5 separate regions of the Mus musculus genome follow, and all the other regions are linked to region 5. The links are chromatin contacts, called in public Hi-C, HiChIP or PLAC-seq and promoter capture Hi-C maps. All regions are on one chromosome and are shown on one strand. The core of a region is the stretch at or near the end of the contact, and the rest is flanking DNA. Distances in the headings are between cores, read along the strand shown.

What was found. Promoter capture Hi-C pulls out the DNA fragments that hold promoters and counts their contacts. A called contact is a pair of places that touch in the nucleus more often than the background predicts. HiChIP or PLAC-seq counts read pairs in DNA pulled down with a chosen protein or histone mark.
Region 1: a contact with region 5 is called in a Hi-C map of the N1E-115 cell line, with 7 times the contacts expected there. The contact joins the enhancer-like site here to the promoter of Dapk1 in region 5. A contact is called at or near these places in 12 of 39 promoter capture datasets (3T3-L1-derived adipocytes, the HPC-7 cell line, HPC-7-derived erythroid cells and 9 more), 22 of 484 Hi-C or Micro-C datasets (LSK cells, the N1E-115 cell line, adipose-derived mesenchymal stem cells and 14 more), 19 of 115 datasets of contacts at active chromatin or transcription factors (T-cell acute lymphoblastic leukemia, VIP interneurons, astrocytes and 12 more) and 1 of 9 other capture datasets (adipose tissue).
Region 2: an H3K27ac HiChIP or PLAC-seq map of microglia shows a contact between it and region 5, with 7 times the contacts expected there. The contact joins the enhancer-like site here to the promoter of Dapk1 in region 5. A contact is called at or near these places in 10 of 39 promoter capture datasets (HPC-7-derived erythroid cells, cranial neural crest, frontonasal cranial neural crest and 6 more), 5 of 484 Hi-C or Micro-C datasets (the N1E-115 cell line, cardiomyocytes, embryonic fibroblasts and 2 more), 11 of 115 datasets of contacts at active chromatin or transcription factors (SST interneurons, bone marrow-derived macrophages, embryonic basal ganglia and 8 more) and 1 of 9 other capture datasets (adipose tissue).
Region 3: a contact with region 5 is called in a promoter capture Hi-C map of the HPC-7 cell line. The contact joins the promoter of Etohd2 here to the promoter of Dapk1 in region 5. A contact is called at or near these places in 10 of 39 promoter capture datasets (3T3-L1-derived adipocytes, the HPC-7 cell line, HPC-7-derived erythroid cells and 7 more), 1 of 484 Hi-C or Micro-C datasets (embryonic stem cells) and 5 of 115 datasets of contacts at active chromatin or transcription factors (bone marrow-derived macrophages, embryonic limb bud, extraembryonic endoderm stem cells and 2 more).
Region 4: a contact with region 5 is called in a Hi-C map of nephron progenitors, with 1.9 times the contacts expected there. The contact joins the enhancer-like site here to the promoter of Dapk1 in region 5. A contact is called at or near these places in 6 of 39 promoter capture datasets (cranial neural crest, frontonasal cranial neural crest, hippocampal neurons and 2 more), 2 of 484 Hi-C or Micro-C datasets (nephron progenitors and palatal mesenchyme), 11 of 115 datasets of contacts at active chromatin or transcription factors (embryonic basal ganglia, embryonic forebrain, embryonic limb bud and 7 more) and 1 of 9 other capture datasets (embryonic stem cells).

The regions. Positions count from the first base shown.
Region 1 is chr13:59,855,609-59,858,308 of GRCm38.p6, reverse strand. No RefSeq gene overlaps it. Among named protein-coding and RNA genes, the nearest start is that of Tut7, 34 kb to the right of the region's middle. Within about 2 kb of position 1,403, at least 33 of the 459 cell types and tissues checked have an H3K27ac peak or open chromatin away from gene starts, as enhancers often do. A contact at or near this core is called in the N1E-115 cell line, adipose tissue, muscle stem cells and 1 more, where this site is marked.
Region 2 is chr13:59,874,128-59,876,963 of GRCm38.p6, reverse strand. No RefSeq gene overlaps it. Among named protein-coding and RNA genes, the nearest start is that of Gm19866, 40 kb to the left of the region's middle. Within about 2 kb of position 1,258, at least 111 of the 459 cell types and tissues checked have an H3K27ac peak or open chromatin away from gene starts, as enhancers often do. A contact at or near this core is called in the N1E-115 cell line, SST interneurons, adipose tissue and 4 more, where this site is marked.
Region 3 is chr13:59,768,676-59,771,431 of GRCm38.p6, reverse strand. It overlaps Etohd2 (ethanol decreased 2), which reads right to left and starts at 1,466. Exons shown (of 2, transcript NR_015349.3): 1 at 1,086-1,466; 2 at 1-505. Isca1 (iron-sulfur cluster assembly 1) reads left to right here and starts at 1,643. Exons shown (of 4, transcript NM_026921.4): 1 at 1,643-1,808. The coding sequence starts at 1,728.
Region 4 is chr13:59,891,178-59,893,877 of GRCm38.p6, reverse strand. No RefSeq gene overlaps it. Among named protein-coding and RNA genes, the nearest start is that of Gm19866, 23 kb to the left of the region's middle. Within about 2 kb of position 1,372, at least 28 of the 459 cell types and tissues checked have an H3K27ac peak or open chromatin away from gene starts, as enhancers often do. A contact at or near this core is called in nephron progenitors, where this site is marked.
Region 5 is chr13:60,600,543-60,603,282 of GRCm38.p6, reverse strand. It overlaps Dapk1 (death associated protein kinase 1), which reads right to left and starts at 1,336. Exons shown (of 26, transcript NM_029653.3): 1 at 1,173-1,336; 2 at 687-858. The coding sequence starts at 748.

The DNA.
Region 1 (2,700 bases), core at 154-2,653, 750 kb after region 5:
GGTGCCCACTGCCATGATAGTCATGCATGATAGTGCAGATGTTATGGGGTAACTATCCAGTTTCTGATTAGATTTGAGGCCCATCCACGGGAGGCAATGTCATGCCTAATACTATAATACCAGTCAAAAACTGAGGAAGTCAAAGAGCCTAGGGTGGAGCCAGCTATTGTTATTCTGCCTGATGGTCATGCTGTCAGATTTCCTACTAAATACTTATGTTTATACCCACAGATCTGAGCTGCTCTATTCTTGGTCACAGAATCTTGCTTCTGTTTGCAGTGGGCAGCAGTCAACGCAGAGACACATAACTGGTCGTAGTACTGGATCTAGAGATAGAGAACTCAGCCCTGAGTGGGATCAAACTCCTCCCCGACTGAGGTTCACAAACCGTCACAGAGGCGAAGGCAGAAAGAATGTAAGATCCAGAGGATGAGACGAGTGTCATGGAATATTGTCTTCAGGACACAATAGGGCTATCAAAATCATGAGCTCACAGTAACTGTGGCTTCCTGCATAAGACCTATACAAGATCAAGCCAGAAAAAAAAAATCTCAAGCACAGATGGAGCAGATGGTCTCTGGGCCCCACCTTTTGCTAAGGTCCTACCTTTTCCTGAAGCCCCACCCCTTAATGGATCCCACCCCTTAGTGAGACCCCACCCCTTAGTGAGACCCCACCCCTTAGTGAAGCTGAGCTCTTAGTGAGTTTGGCAACAGAAGTTTCTTGAAGAGGGAAAAAGATCCTTTATGGCTACCGATAGGTTTCCAATGGTCCAGTGTATAGTTCTACATTCATGAATGTATAAACAGCACTAACCAGACTAGTGGGTGATTAAAAAATAATAATAATAATTGAAAAAGAAGCCCACGTGTGGTGGTGCGTGACTTTGATCCCAACCCTCACGCTGACTGGCTCACAGCTGCCTGTAACTACAGCTCCAGGGGACCCAACACCCTCTCCTGGCCTCCTTGGATATTCCATGCATGTGGTGTACATATAAACATACAGCCAAACATTCACACACATTAAATTAAAATAAATATTTTTAAAAGACAGGGAAAATAGAAGAGGTACCACAAGACTGCTAGAAGTGCTTGCAAAGAGGGGCTGGGACGCACTAAAGCGTGGATTTCCAAGAAAGAAGCAATGCAGCCCTGCATAAGCCTGTGACTGGAACCGGAAGTGCATGACAGACTGGAGAGAGAATAAGCAAATGGCCCTGAGATGAGGCAGAGCGAGCGGCGGCGATTTGGTCATAGCCGGGTTGCCAGTGAAGAGTAAGGTGGGAGAGTGAACTGGGATAGCATAAGATAGGTGCTGTCCCAACAAAGTCAGCAAGAGACGCAGCATGGAGTACGCTGGAGACACCCAAGCTGGGAGCTGATGAGTCAGGGAGGAAGAACTCGGCCCAGTTCCCACTCCACCGCCACATCAAAGGCTCAAGGATTAGGAAAGAGAAAAAAAAGTTCAACCCAACCTTGCACAAGTGATCTTGGACCCTGAGAATCTAACCCAATTGTTGGGGTAAGCACCCAGGCCAGATTTTTGTGGACTTGGGATGAAATGCTCAAATGACTTTTTCTAAGGGAGGCGAAACGGAAGGACAATGTTTAGGCTGCGCCCTCAAACACTGTCCAACTATAATAAGGTAATTCTAGAACTCTGTGAATAACTTAACGGAAAATCATGACTTGCAAAAACCCAAATCATAGTCCTAGACTATTTTGTCTCTAGAAGTCTGTGTTCTGGGACGTTTGAGGGGTGAGTCTTCTATCCACTTAGCATCAGGGCCAGAAATCAAGGGTTGGTGAGCTGCTCCCTCTACCGGCCATGCAGAGGAGGACGGCGCGGCACCTCAGTCTCTGCACTCACCTTTTCCCTAAGGACGGAAAGGCGCAGCTTCTGTATGGTTCATGTGGGAATTGCTGCTCATTTCTTTTAGATTTGGGGGAAGTTTGAGGGAAGCTTGTTTTGGTTTGTTTTGTTTTGTTTGATGCAGAGAACGTACATCCTGGAGCATTTAAGAGACTATTCAGGACTATGATTTGGGTTTTTGCAAGTCATGATAGCAATGACCGTGACCGGCATGGCAAGATACTCCCAAACGGTGTGATTGTGGCATTAATATACCAACTGCCGTCTCATAAGACTTAAAGCCTACTCAACAAGAGGGAACCCTTGCCTGGTGCTGTAAGCTGTTTTTCTAGATGGCTGCAGCTGCTTCTTCTTCTTCTTCTTCTTCTTCTTCTTCTTCTTCTTCTTCTTCTTCTTCTTCTTCTTCTTCTTCTTCTTCAGATTTATTTATTTAATGTATGTGATACACTGTAGCTGTACAGATGGTTGTGAGTCTTCATGTGGTTGTTGGGAATTGAATTTTTAGGATCTCTGCTTGCTCCAGTTCAAAGATTTATTTATTATTATACATAAGTACATGTAGCTGACTTAGACGCACCAGAAGAGGGTGTCAGATCTCATTTAGGTGGTTGCTGGGATTTGAACTCAGGAAGAAGCAGTCAGCAAGCGCTCTTACCCACTGAGCCATCTTGCCAGTCATGGATGCAGCTTCAAACTGTGTTCTAAGTACTTACACTCACACTTAAGTCTGCCTCTCATTCCTCATCGAAGATGCTTCTTTTTGCACCAGATGGAGACTACAGCAGAGATGCCCAGCTGGTTAAAGGCTGAGACGGAGCGAACTCT
Region 2 (2,836 bases), core at 9-2,508, 730 kb after region 5:
TCACAGGCCCAGCTGCTATCAGCACAGGTAAACACAGCTCTCAGATCAGTCCCCATGGGCAAACAGAAGGATGATCAGCAACAACCACCACAAACACTATGAAGGCAAAGGGTTCTTACAGCCTTGGAAACCCTCCTGAAAGCACACAGAAGTGTTAGTGTTTGGAGCTTCCAGCGTGGATTGCTGATGGCAAGGCTCCCTTGAACTGATGATGACTGTATATTCATCATGACTCCTGAAGCAGTGAGGGACACTAAACATGGAATTAGCCTCAGAGGGCATAAAACCAGGAGCTTTCTGAGTAAGCTCACCTCCAGATTCCAAAATAGCAGAAGGTCAGCCATATCCATGGTAGGACTGAACCCCAACCTATCTCCGCATCTGCTCCTACCGTGGCTAGCCAGTTCAGTATCTTGGCATCCACTGCGATTTGTCACTTACAGCATGTCTTCAAGGGTCAGATGACCCAGGAAGAGTCTCAGATAAGCCCTGACTCTTCCCAGGATTTAGATTTAAGATAATATACAACAATAAGCTTCTAAGTGTTCCTAAATTGTCTTCAAAAGTCCCAGAAACATACATCAATGCATCTTGAGTCTTCCACACACATGAAAATTCTCTTCCCAAAGAAAAGCAAAGTCAGGTCCAGAAAAAAATCATGTCCGCAGGAGAAAGCACAAGCAAGAATGTTTTAAGGTCCTCACGTCGTTGCCATCAGAGACATGGTGTGAATATCTACATGAGGTCACAGGTAGTTTCATGATTATAGGGTTCCTGTGCCTTCAGAAAACATTAGCTGTTTCTGATACAATTCTCAATACAGTACAAAAGCACAAACAACCCCGAGTACAGCACAGATCCATAGAGAGAAAAGCAAAGCCGCTTCACACTCGGATGAAACACCAGCCCCACTGGAGGGGAGGGAAAGCACAGCCCTATCATTAATTAAATGTCCACCAAGCTGACTTGGGAAATACGAGGTTACGTGGGATCTGACACAGCAGAGCAGATGCCAACATGCTGACTTCTCACAAACCTGCCTGCCTCTTCCTCTTCCTAAAAAGGGCAACATCTGCTCTTCTCCCTTGAGAACACCACCAGTGCCTGCTTAGACAGCAAGTTCTGTTTGCTATGATGCAACTTTCTTAACAGGAAGTCTAAACCTCAGCTCCTGTAAAACCAACCAGCCCAGCCCCAGGGAGACTCTCCTTGGGGCAATACAACAGCCACCCTCAGATGGTCATGTGGTTCTGACACTGTCTGTCCCTATACAAACCACAAATATTTCTGATTAAGGCTAGGTCTCTTTAAGCAATAGCTAGAGGCTATAGCTGTGCGCTAAGAATATAAACAAAGAATAGCAGCTTGTTACCATCAAGCCAGTGATACTGATGGAGTTACAAACTATTTCTAAAGAATGATGTATAGCTCACAGGGCAACCTAGTCACAGCCTTATCAACTCTCAGCAAATGACTATCAAAGAATAAAAAATTCATTTCTGTGCTTTGCATCATTCCCTGCCCCCTTCTCGGCAGTCACCTTTCCAAATCATGACCCACTGATGTGTGTATGGCCACATTGTAACAGATCTTAAGATCCTGGCCACTTCAACCTGCTTCTGAGAAACACTGTCTCATTTGCTCCTCATGGTGAAGCTGCTGCTGCCATCTGCCCTTGTCATAAGTGACAGACCAGGGATTCAGAAGAGCTAAGAGACTGGCAGGACACCATTCAGCAGCCACGCCGCCAGTGCTTAGAAAGCATCGTCTTCTCGTCTTGTTGCTTTATTGCTTCTCAACTATGACAGGTTCCAACTTAAGTTCTATAACTTGAGATCTTGAAGCACCTACAAAAGAAGACCCAGAAACCAACAATCTCTGTGTCCATTGAGGTGGTCTATAGAAAAGATTGGAGCCCGGGGACCACAGATAACCACTCTTACCCCAGCTCAGGAAGCAAACTCTGAGGACAAGGGAAGAGGCAAACAGAGTCCTTCTGTGCTCACCAGAGTCAGCAATTCCGGTTTTATTAGACAACGCATGAAATTGCATGGCTTCCCAGACCATCTGCTTTCCCTTTGTCAAAAAATAAAGGGGGGAGGGGGTTACAAAGGTCAGGGAGCCAGCATTCTTTCACTTATACAGTTGAAGTGGGCCATAGACATTCCCAAGATCTTAAGACGAGTGTCGCTGGTTCTCCCTACATATGGCAGTCATTGAGCAGTGACAGTGCTGGGAGGCAGCCTTGCAGACTCTCCTCCCAACCTTTCGGGCTCTTGCAGGCTGCATCCCAAGACTTAGGACTCTAAGGTCACAGCATCCAGGAACAGGAAATGGTGGACCTTAATCAACCTGGCCTTGTTCTGACAGCATCCCCAAACTCTCAGCATCTGTTGGTTCTCTGTATTGGAAAGAGGTGTACTCCTGTCCCCACAAACAACAATCTCATCCACCAAGCTGCTTGGCGCCTTACAAAAGACATACCACGTTCCACTGCAATGTCCTGGCTCAGAGGGACTCTCAGAGGGGGACAGGATAAAACCCTCTCACATCTGGACAGCATCTCCAAAATGCAGTACAAGAGAATGTTCCCCAGGAGACGTAAGCATATTTATGATCCCAAAGTTACAGTTGGATAAAGCAAGCTAGAAAAAACTTGAACTCCCTCTGTAAACTAAATTGGTTAAATATGCTGTGTCTGGGGGCAGGGGGGGGAGAGGAAGCAGCACAGAGATGCAGCCTCATGAAACCTTCTGGAACATTCCAGGGTTGTTTTCTAGAGAAAAGGCAGGCAGATGGGTCAGAAACCAGTGGGTTCTAGTTTAGCTTTTTAAAG
Region 3 (2,756 bases), core at 217-2,716, 830 kb after region 5:
CTGGCTGGAACAGTGCCACGCCTACTGAAAAAGCGCTTAGTGTTGTTTATCCCTCTGCCCCTAGAACGGAGAAGAAATACGCAGCCAGGCCAATCTTTATACCTGGTAGTTATTTTCTACTTGGATGTTTTGTCGGTTGTTGAGGGAGAGGAGTGTACTTACCCCTAAAATTAAACAGAATTGTCATGTTTTCTTCTAGCCTTAAAAAGGTTTCCTACATTTTGATTCTTAAAAAAAATTCTGCCCAGCAGCCTGGTGTTTTTGATGGCTTATACTGATACCATTAGACAAGTGAGGCACGCTTCTCAGCGGATAAGATAGCAGGCTCGCAGCCATGGCCAAGTCAAAGCTTCCTCTGCAAGCGATCGCAGGGCCAGGGCCGATGCCCTGTTCTGTTCTAAAACAGCGGAAACTCAGAATCCAGTTTTTACAGCAGGAGTTCTGAACACCCGATCTTCACCTTCTAACAGTCTCTTGCTCACTGTGAACTGCTTTGGCAAGCTTCCTGGTAAAAGATGTAAAAGATGTGTTTTCAGTGTACAGAGAAACCCTGTCTCGAAAAACCAAAAAAAAAAAAAAAAATCAGTCTGTTTTTCTTTTGCTTCAAAGGTGGCTTCTATCTTAAGGAGAGGATATCTTCCCAAGTGGAACAAAATCCTTGCAAGAGAGAGATCAATGACCGAGTGGGGTTCACAGTTTTCAGACACTAAAAATAGAGTTGAAAACATGGTGTGCCCACTCTTTGTAAAGCTATGAAGAAAGGGTCAGAACATTTTCTTAGCTCCTGGGCAGGTCTAGGCAGAATGTACAATGTCTGTCTTACTCTGTCAGTGTTCCAGCATGGCAAAGTCCCCATTTCGGACGGGGAAACTGCCCCTTCTAGTCAGACCAGTGAGATCGCACTGGAAAAGAAAACACTTGTTCTTTCCGTCTAGACCTGAGGCCGAATCCATTTCCCTCCCTCGGCCTTCCTGGAACCATAAGGGGGCGATCAGGGGTAGCAAACCCCTCAGTACTCCCCACGCCCACCCAGTTCCCGCACGGGGCCAGCTGCTGCTCCGAGATAAAGGAGCTCCCGTTCTTACGTCATCACGGGCCGCGAAGGAAGCCGAGGCGTGGTGACAGGCGCACAGCTAATCAAATGGGACCGGCTAGCAGGAAAGGCTAGCCAAATGTGCACGGGGCCCGGGATCGGGACTCAAGAACCGATGCTAACGTAGCGCCCAGGGCGCTCGCTCTCAGAGGCTCGGATAGAGCCACCATGCCCGTGCTTCCATGCGAGGCTGGTAGCTACGTACGTGCTCAGTTTTCTTGACACAAACTGCTACACAAGAGTGACATTTCAATAACTGGAAACCTGTCGTATGGTGTCTACCCGCTTGCTTTACTATCGAAGCAGCTCCAGAGTCACAGAGCCGTGTCCCCACTTCCGGGGGGTCTGTCGTTAGTGTACGCCATACGGAAGGAGCCATCCCACTTCCGCTAGCGCAGTGACCGCGAAGCCCGCAAGGTCACAGGTCACCTCCCTTGCCTCGTCAGTGATGACGGCCAATCGGCCCGGCCCGTCACTCACCCGGACTGTCCAATGGTGGAGCGGGACGGGCGACGGGAGGCGGGGCCTGTGGCGCCTGCGCAGGAGCTTGTGGCGTCAAAGTGCCCGCCGTGTCCATGGAGAGAAGTTGAGTCCCCACGCTCCAGCCGGAGGCTGCGGGTGCCGCGACGTGGACATGTCGGCGTCGTTGGTCCGCGCCACCGTGCGGGCTGTGAGCAAGAGAAAACTGCAGCCCACGCGGGCGGCCCTCACACTGGTGAGTCACCTCGGCGTCCGCAGGGAGGTGGTGGCGGCGGCGGCCCGGGGTGCAGAGCGAGCCTGGACGCGGACTAGGGTCTCCCGGCGGGCCGCGCGCGGAGCTCGATGGGGCGGACGGGCTGTGTGCGCTGCCACCGGGCGGCCGGGGCGGAGGACGGCAGTTTGCCGCCGAGGTCACGGCGTTCCCGGAGAAAGGTCACACAGGGAACGCCGCGGCTCCGCATAACCTCCCAGGAGGCGTCAGCCCCAGAGGATCGGGACAGCGTGAGACCGGGATTCATTCGGTCCAGACGCCACCGCGGAATCCGCTCCACCCAGAGTCCTAAGAGGGGCTCTTGCCAATAGTTAGTTGAAGCAAAATAGAAGGGAGTCGTGAACAAGTGAGATAATCTGTTTATAGGATAGGTCATTGTTTGGCCCTTCAGTTTGCCCCAGTAATCACACTGCATTCTGTGTTGCTTTTCCCTCCGGGACCAGCTAGTTTTCGTCACCGCAGGTATGTCATGGATTCTAGGATTGTGCAAACTATGCTCATCTTACTGAGAATAGAGTAGAATCCTCCTACAAGTAATAAATTCCAGAAAAGTCGAGCACAGGATAGGTGGTGGTTGTTATTGTCGTTGTTTGCTTGCTTAGTTTTGTTTTGTTTTTTTTTTTAATCACCATTTGGCCTATTGCATGTTACTTGGGAAATTTCGACCCGCCCCTTCTCACACCCCCCCTCTGCCCCCGTTTCTACCTCATAAGCATACATTATCATGATCCGCTGTTTTTCATGAGAAGAAATAATTGAGTTGCCTGGCTCGCACCCTCCGTAGGCCATTCCTTCCAGGAGTAACATCTCATTTGCACAGTCCTGGCCTGTGTCGTGCTTTGTAATCTTCTGTTTCGTTATGTATAGTAGATCTCAATTCACACCCTCTGCCGCGCTGCCTAGCTCAGCTGT
Region 4 (2,700 bases), core at 123-2,622, 710 kb after region 5:
CATATATACACACACATATACATACATATATATACATATACACAAACATACATACACACACATATACATACATACATATACACATATATACACATACATATATACACACACATATACATACATACATATATACACATGCACACACATATATATTCACACATATACATACATATATACATACACACATACATATATACACACATGTATATACATACATATACATATACACACACATACATACATACATATTCATCAAGTTCATAGCACTGTGTCGCTATTCAGACAAAACCATTCGCCCAGTACAGATCTGAGAGAAACACATGAATAGAAAGATCCAGAAGGTACAAAGCTGGGCTCTGTAGTTCACACCTGTAATTCCAGGACTTGAGAGGCTGACACAGGAAGATCATGATATCAGGACCAGCCTGGGTTACATAATGATTATAGGCTGGCGGTCTCCACAATGACAACGCCTAACACTGCACAAGACGCTTCTCCTTCTACGACTTCTACTCTTGAGTTTCATAGAACAAAGAGAAACCCTCAGAACACATGGCTTGTGAGTTGTTTTGTTGTAAGCCTTTGGGTAGGCAAACAGAGAGATGTCTGTGACTGTGGCAATGCTGGCCACTGGAAACTCATGACATCAGCTGCCCCCTCATGGCTCGATGATTAACTTTCGAAGGTCTCTCTGTGGTTTCCAAGAGAAAACGCAGCGAGCTCACATGACATAAGGCTCGGCGTGCCTCGTGAGCACACACCTTTCACTCCTTCCTGTTGTCCTTCTGCACTCACAACCCTGCCCTCCAGTTGTGACTGCACACTAAAACCTGGCATTACAAAGCCCTTGCTGTTTTTCAACTCAGAGTAAAAGTGAGTACACACCTCAAGCGTTCATAGGGGTCAGTCAGAAAAGACTCGAGGTTTCTAACAAAATAAAGGCACAGTTGGGTCTTGCTTTTCTATGGGGGTCATCAGCCTCATGTATCATGTGTCATCTGACCAGAGTTCAAGGGCTAATTTCTCAGGCACTGAGAGAGAACAGGAGATAGGCAAGCCACTAACCTTCAGTGTCCCCAAAGGAATGCCAGTCAAATCATCCTTAGAATTGTTGCAATGACTGGGAACAAATAAACACTCTCAACCTGGGAACACTGCTGGACCTCGGACACCTTTCTGTCTTCGACAGTGGGAAGCCCCTGAGTGAGTAACTCAACCCCTCGCCTGGTTTTGATCTGGCCTCTGGGAGCTGCACCCCCTCCCCCGGGAGCAAAACTTCTCCTCCTCCTCCTAAGGCCCTGTCTGCATAGACTCCTCTAGGGGCCTAGGAGTCATATTGTCACAGACAGCCATAAAATGTTTATAGCTGCCAGGATCCATTGATCAGCGAGTCAACCGTGCATGCAGTAAAAGTGCTTCGTGTGAGAATTCAGAAGCCAGGGCACAGCAGGCCACAGTTGCCGCTTGGCTGCTGAGGTAGTTTCATGGTGCTGCCGGGTCCCACCTGTTCACTCACCTCCCTCTAAATAGACAGTAAATATACATCCCCAATAATTAAAGAAAGGCAGATTGTTCTTAAGTTAAAATAGAGAACTGTAGGTGAGAGATCATGCTTGTTTGAGGGGCTTAAAGTATCTGGACATAATCCTCAAGCCACCCATGGAGGCTGAGACCTGGAGGGGTGGGGACAGGGAACAAGGAGCGGGCTCTGCTGAGGGAGCAAAGGGGATCACTCTGTTTTCACAGTTGTATTGTAAAAACAACCGCTAATACCCAGAAGACCCAAGAGCAGCCCTCCATGGCTTATCTGAGAAGCCACTCCCCGTCTCACACCCTGTCTAGACCGAACTGGGCATTATCAACCACCTCTATAGATGAAGCAGGAACCTATTCTGACAGACCCGGGCCTAACGAGCCTGCTGCTGTGGAAAATTCAGAAGGAAATAGATTGCTTTCCACCTCAGATAACTGAAAAGGGGACCTCTCAGGCCTGACACCCTCCATTCTGCCTGAGACACGTCATCTCTCACTCTTGACTAACAAAGTCCCTGAGTCTGACTGAAAGGAAGGAAATGAGAGACAGGCTCCTTAAGTATCTCCATCAGAAGCCAAGGTCTGCGCGGAAATCCCAGTGGGGCCTAGTAGACTCCTACTGTGGGCACTGCCACCTCGTGCCTCCTATTTAAGATGCCCAGCGCGTGGAGGACAATGCTTACTACTTCCCCTCGATAGGCTCCACCAGGCCTATACATCTATAGGTACCTATGTAGTCATCGGTACCATAAGGGCTGTTCCAGCCAACAGAACATATCGTTCTGGGAAAGGACACAGTCCCGTGGGAGCTGTCACTACTACCCAGAAACCTCTTGCTCTGCTCTGAACATACTGTTGTGGAAACCACAACCATGCTGCAACAGCTCAGGGAGACCGGGAGCAAAGGCATTTCTGTCCCATTCATTCATTGAACACTTAGGTATCTACCACACCCCATTATCACTGTTCAGTGCTCCTATCAACTCATTTAAGCACTGTACACCCAATACTAAAGAAGATCAGTAAAAGAAAGGGCAAAGCTACGCCAGTGCCAGTTGCAAGTTACATGCCACGCAAGCATTCCCAGGGAAGTAAATGGAGACTGAAGCTCAGCACAGGGGCAGACAACCCTCTTGCTTTGTCACTGCCTCAGTCTCCCCATCTGTA
Region 5 (2,740 bases), core at 87-2,586:
ACTCGGTGGGCTAATGGATACCCAGCACTCGTCAAGGGCTCCCAGTGAAATCTTCTTTGTGCACCTAGACACTGACACACTCTGCTCAGCATCGCACCCCCCACAGCGTGTTGGTACGCTCTGAATCTAGACAGCCGCCATAAATGACACCGAAGCCACCACTAACCAAGCCGGGAATTAAATTCCTGGTTGGAAGAAGTTTCAAAATCCAAGGCCAACATCTGGCAAGTTCCACGCCTGCCTACCAATCCTGGCTGGTGTTGCACTGAAAATTAGCACAAGGGGAGAGAATTGTTTAAGTGCCCATTAATTAACTTGTACGCCGCTTAAAACACACATGGGTGGTCCCTCCAGTTGCAGTTAGAATCTTTGCGTTTGCCTCATTGTCTCAAAAGGGTGAAGGCTGACAGGAGTTAGTAGTGCACACAATGAAGTCTGTTCTTATCCAGGGATTCTGACCATACCCTGTGCACAGTAACTGCACTGTGGGTTGCCTCTCCACCCCTCAGATCAGGCAGTTTATTCATGGTCCCTGGCTTTAGCTGGTTAGGCACCGGTTCCTCTGCTATCCGCCCATCTCAGAGAAGGGCCAGTCAGGGACATGCCCGGTTTAAGCAGCATCTGTTTATCGCGCAGTGCCCCCCACCACACACACACCGCGCGCTTCCGTCACCCCTTCCTGGTACCTGCCCAGTTCCTCGCCGGTGTCGTAGTAGTCGTCCACGTTTTCCTGCCTGAACACAGTCATGATAGACTGTCACGCCTCACCAAAGCCCAGGCCACTCCGGCTCCGCGGCCCGAACCATCCCCACCGCCGCCTCGCTGCTGCGAGCCCCTCATGCACCAAGCCGCAGACCTCTGAAAGACATGGGGAGAAGAATGAGACGGTAAACTCTAAAAAATCGGGGTCCCAGGGGCTGGGTCCCGATCTCGAGGCCTCCCGCGGGCAGGGGCCACGCGCCCTTTGTTAAGTCTAGGCTGGGGGACCCCCACACCCCGCATTGCCGCGCCCCAGCCCCGTGCCTGCGGTTCCCGGGCTCCTGCCTCCGCCTCCGGACAACGTGGGGACAGCTCGGGGAAGGGACACAAAGCGCCCTGCCCCGCCACCTGTTCCCCCGCCCGGCGCCCCGGCCGCCCTCCCGCTCCTCCCACTGCCTGCGGCGGCCACTCACCCGGTCCCGCAGCTGTCGCTTCGTGCGCCCTGAGCCCCGCGGCGGGTCCAGGTCCCCGGCAGCTCCGAGCGGCCTCCGCTCCTTGCGTCGGGCGCAGCTCGGCCCCGCGGGGACGCAGCCACCACCTCCTCCGCGCCCTCCTCCTCCGCTGCGCTCGCGGCTCCTCCCGGTCCGCGCTCCCGCCCCGCCGCGCGCACCCCGCACACACCCACTCGCCCGCACCGAGCGCGCGCCCCACCTGTGACTCGGCGCCCGGCTGCCCTCTGCCGCCCGCTTCGAAGAAGCCGGAGGCTTTCGTCCTCTCAGAGTGTGAACCCAAGGATCCGTGTGGGCCAGGCGACGTGCTCCGTGCCTGGAAAACCACAAAAAAAAAAAAAAAAAAAAAAAAAAAAATAGAGCAGAAATCAATAAAGTCCTGCCCCGGAGGCGCCCACACCCCGATGGAAACGATAGCAAACAAATAGCTTATAAATGAGGTCGCTCTGTTCTTCTGTGTTGACAACAAAAACCGAGAGAGGACAGCAGGGGCCTCATCAGAGGGGGCGTCTCCCGCCGCTTGTTTTGAGCTGAGATGTCTGAGATCCAGGGAGAAAAAGGTTGAACTATCACAGGCTGTCAGTACTGTGGTTGCTCAACTGAAACACAGCGAGTCCAGCTTGAGCTGTATTAAGCTTTCAATACACACCAGACACTGTTTAAGACTGTGTTAAAAAAAAAAAAAAAAAAAAAAAAAGAACGAAAATCGCCGTATGTGTGTCTTTATATTAGCTACATGTCAAAATGATGGTGCTTTGGACCTATCGGGTTAAATAAAACTTTATTAAAATAGTTACACTCGCTTTGTTTTGTTTGCTTGTTTGTTTTACAGTCAGAACAGTAGCCATTTACCTTGCATTGGATTGCTGAGGACTGGCCAGTCTGCGCAGACACTCTGGGTCCACCCGTGAAACCATTATGTCTCTCTCCCCGTGCTCCTGACTTAATAAAGTTCCTAAAGGGGATTCTATCCTGCTGCCTAGAATCGCCAAGGTTCATCCGTGAACCTGCCAAGAGTTCATATCCACACCACTGCTCAAACTCTCCATTCAACAGATATTTTCAACCGTGGAGGCTTGGGCCTAAAAGAACAAAGAGAAGCAAAAGAATGTATCAGATCCTAATCTTAACTCCGTCTCCAGCTAGGAGTGGTAGCACACACCTGTAATTCCAGCACATGGGTGAAGAAAACAGGAAGATCAGGAGCTTAAGGCCAGCCTCAGCTGTAGGAAAAGTTGAAGGTGAGGCTGGAGTACGCATCTCCAAACAAACACAAACAGCAAAAAGGTATTCCTAACGGCCCAAGGAAAGAGTCCAGCGGGCACGATAGAAGAAGGAGATTAGAATGTGCCACTGGCCTAAGTGCTAAGATGGAGAGTCAATACAAGAAGATCTTGAGAATTGACAAATACAATAAAAATAACAACAGCAACCAAAAACAACAACAACCAAATAAATAGAAGGGTGATTTACTTGGGAAGCATGCAAATAAATACATCTGCCAAAAAAAAAGAAGAAGAAGAAAGAAAGAA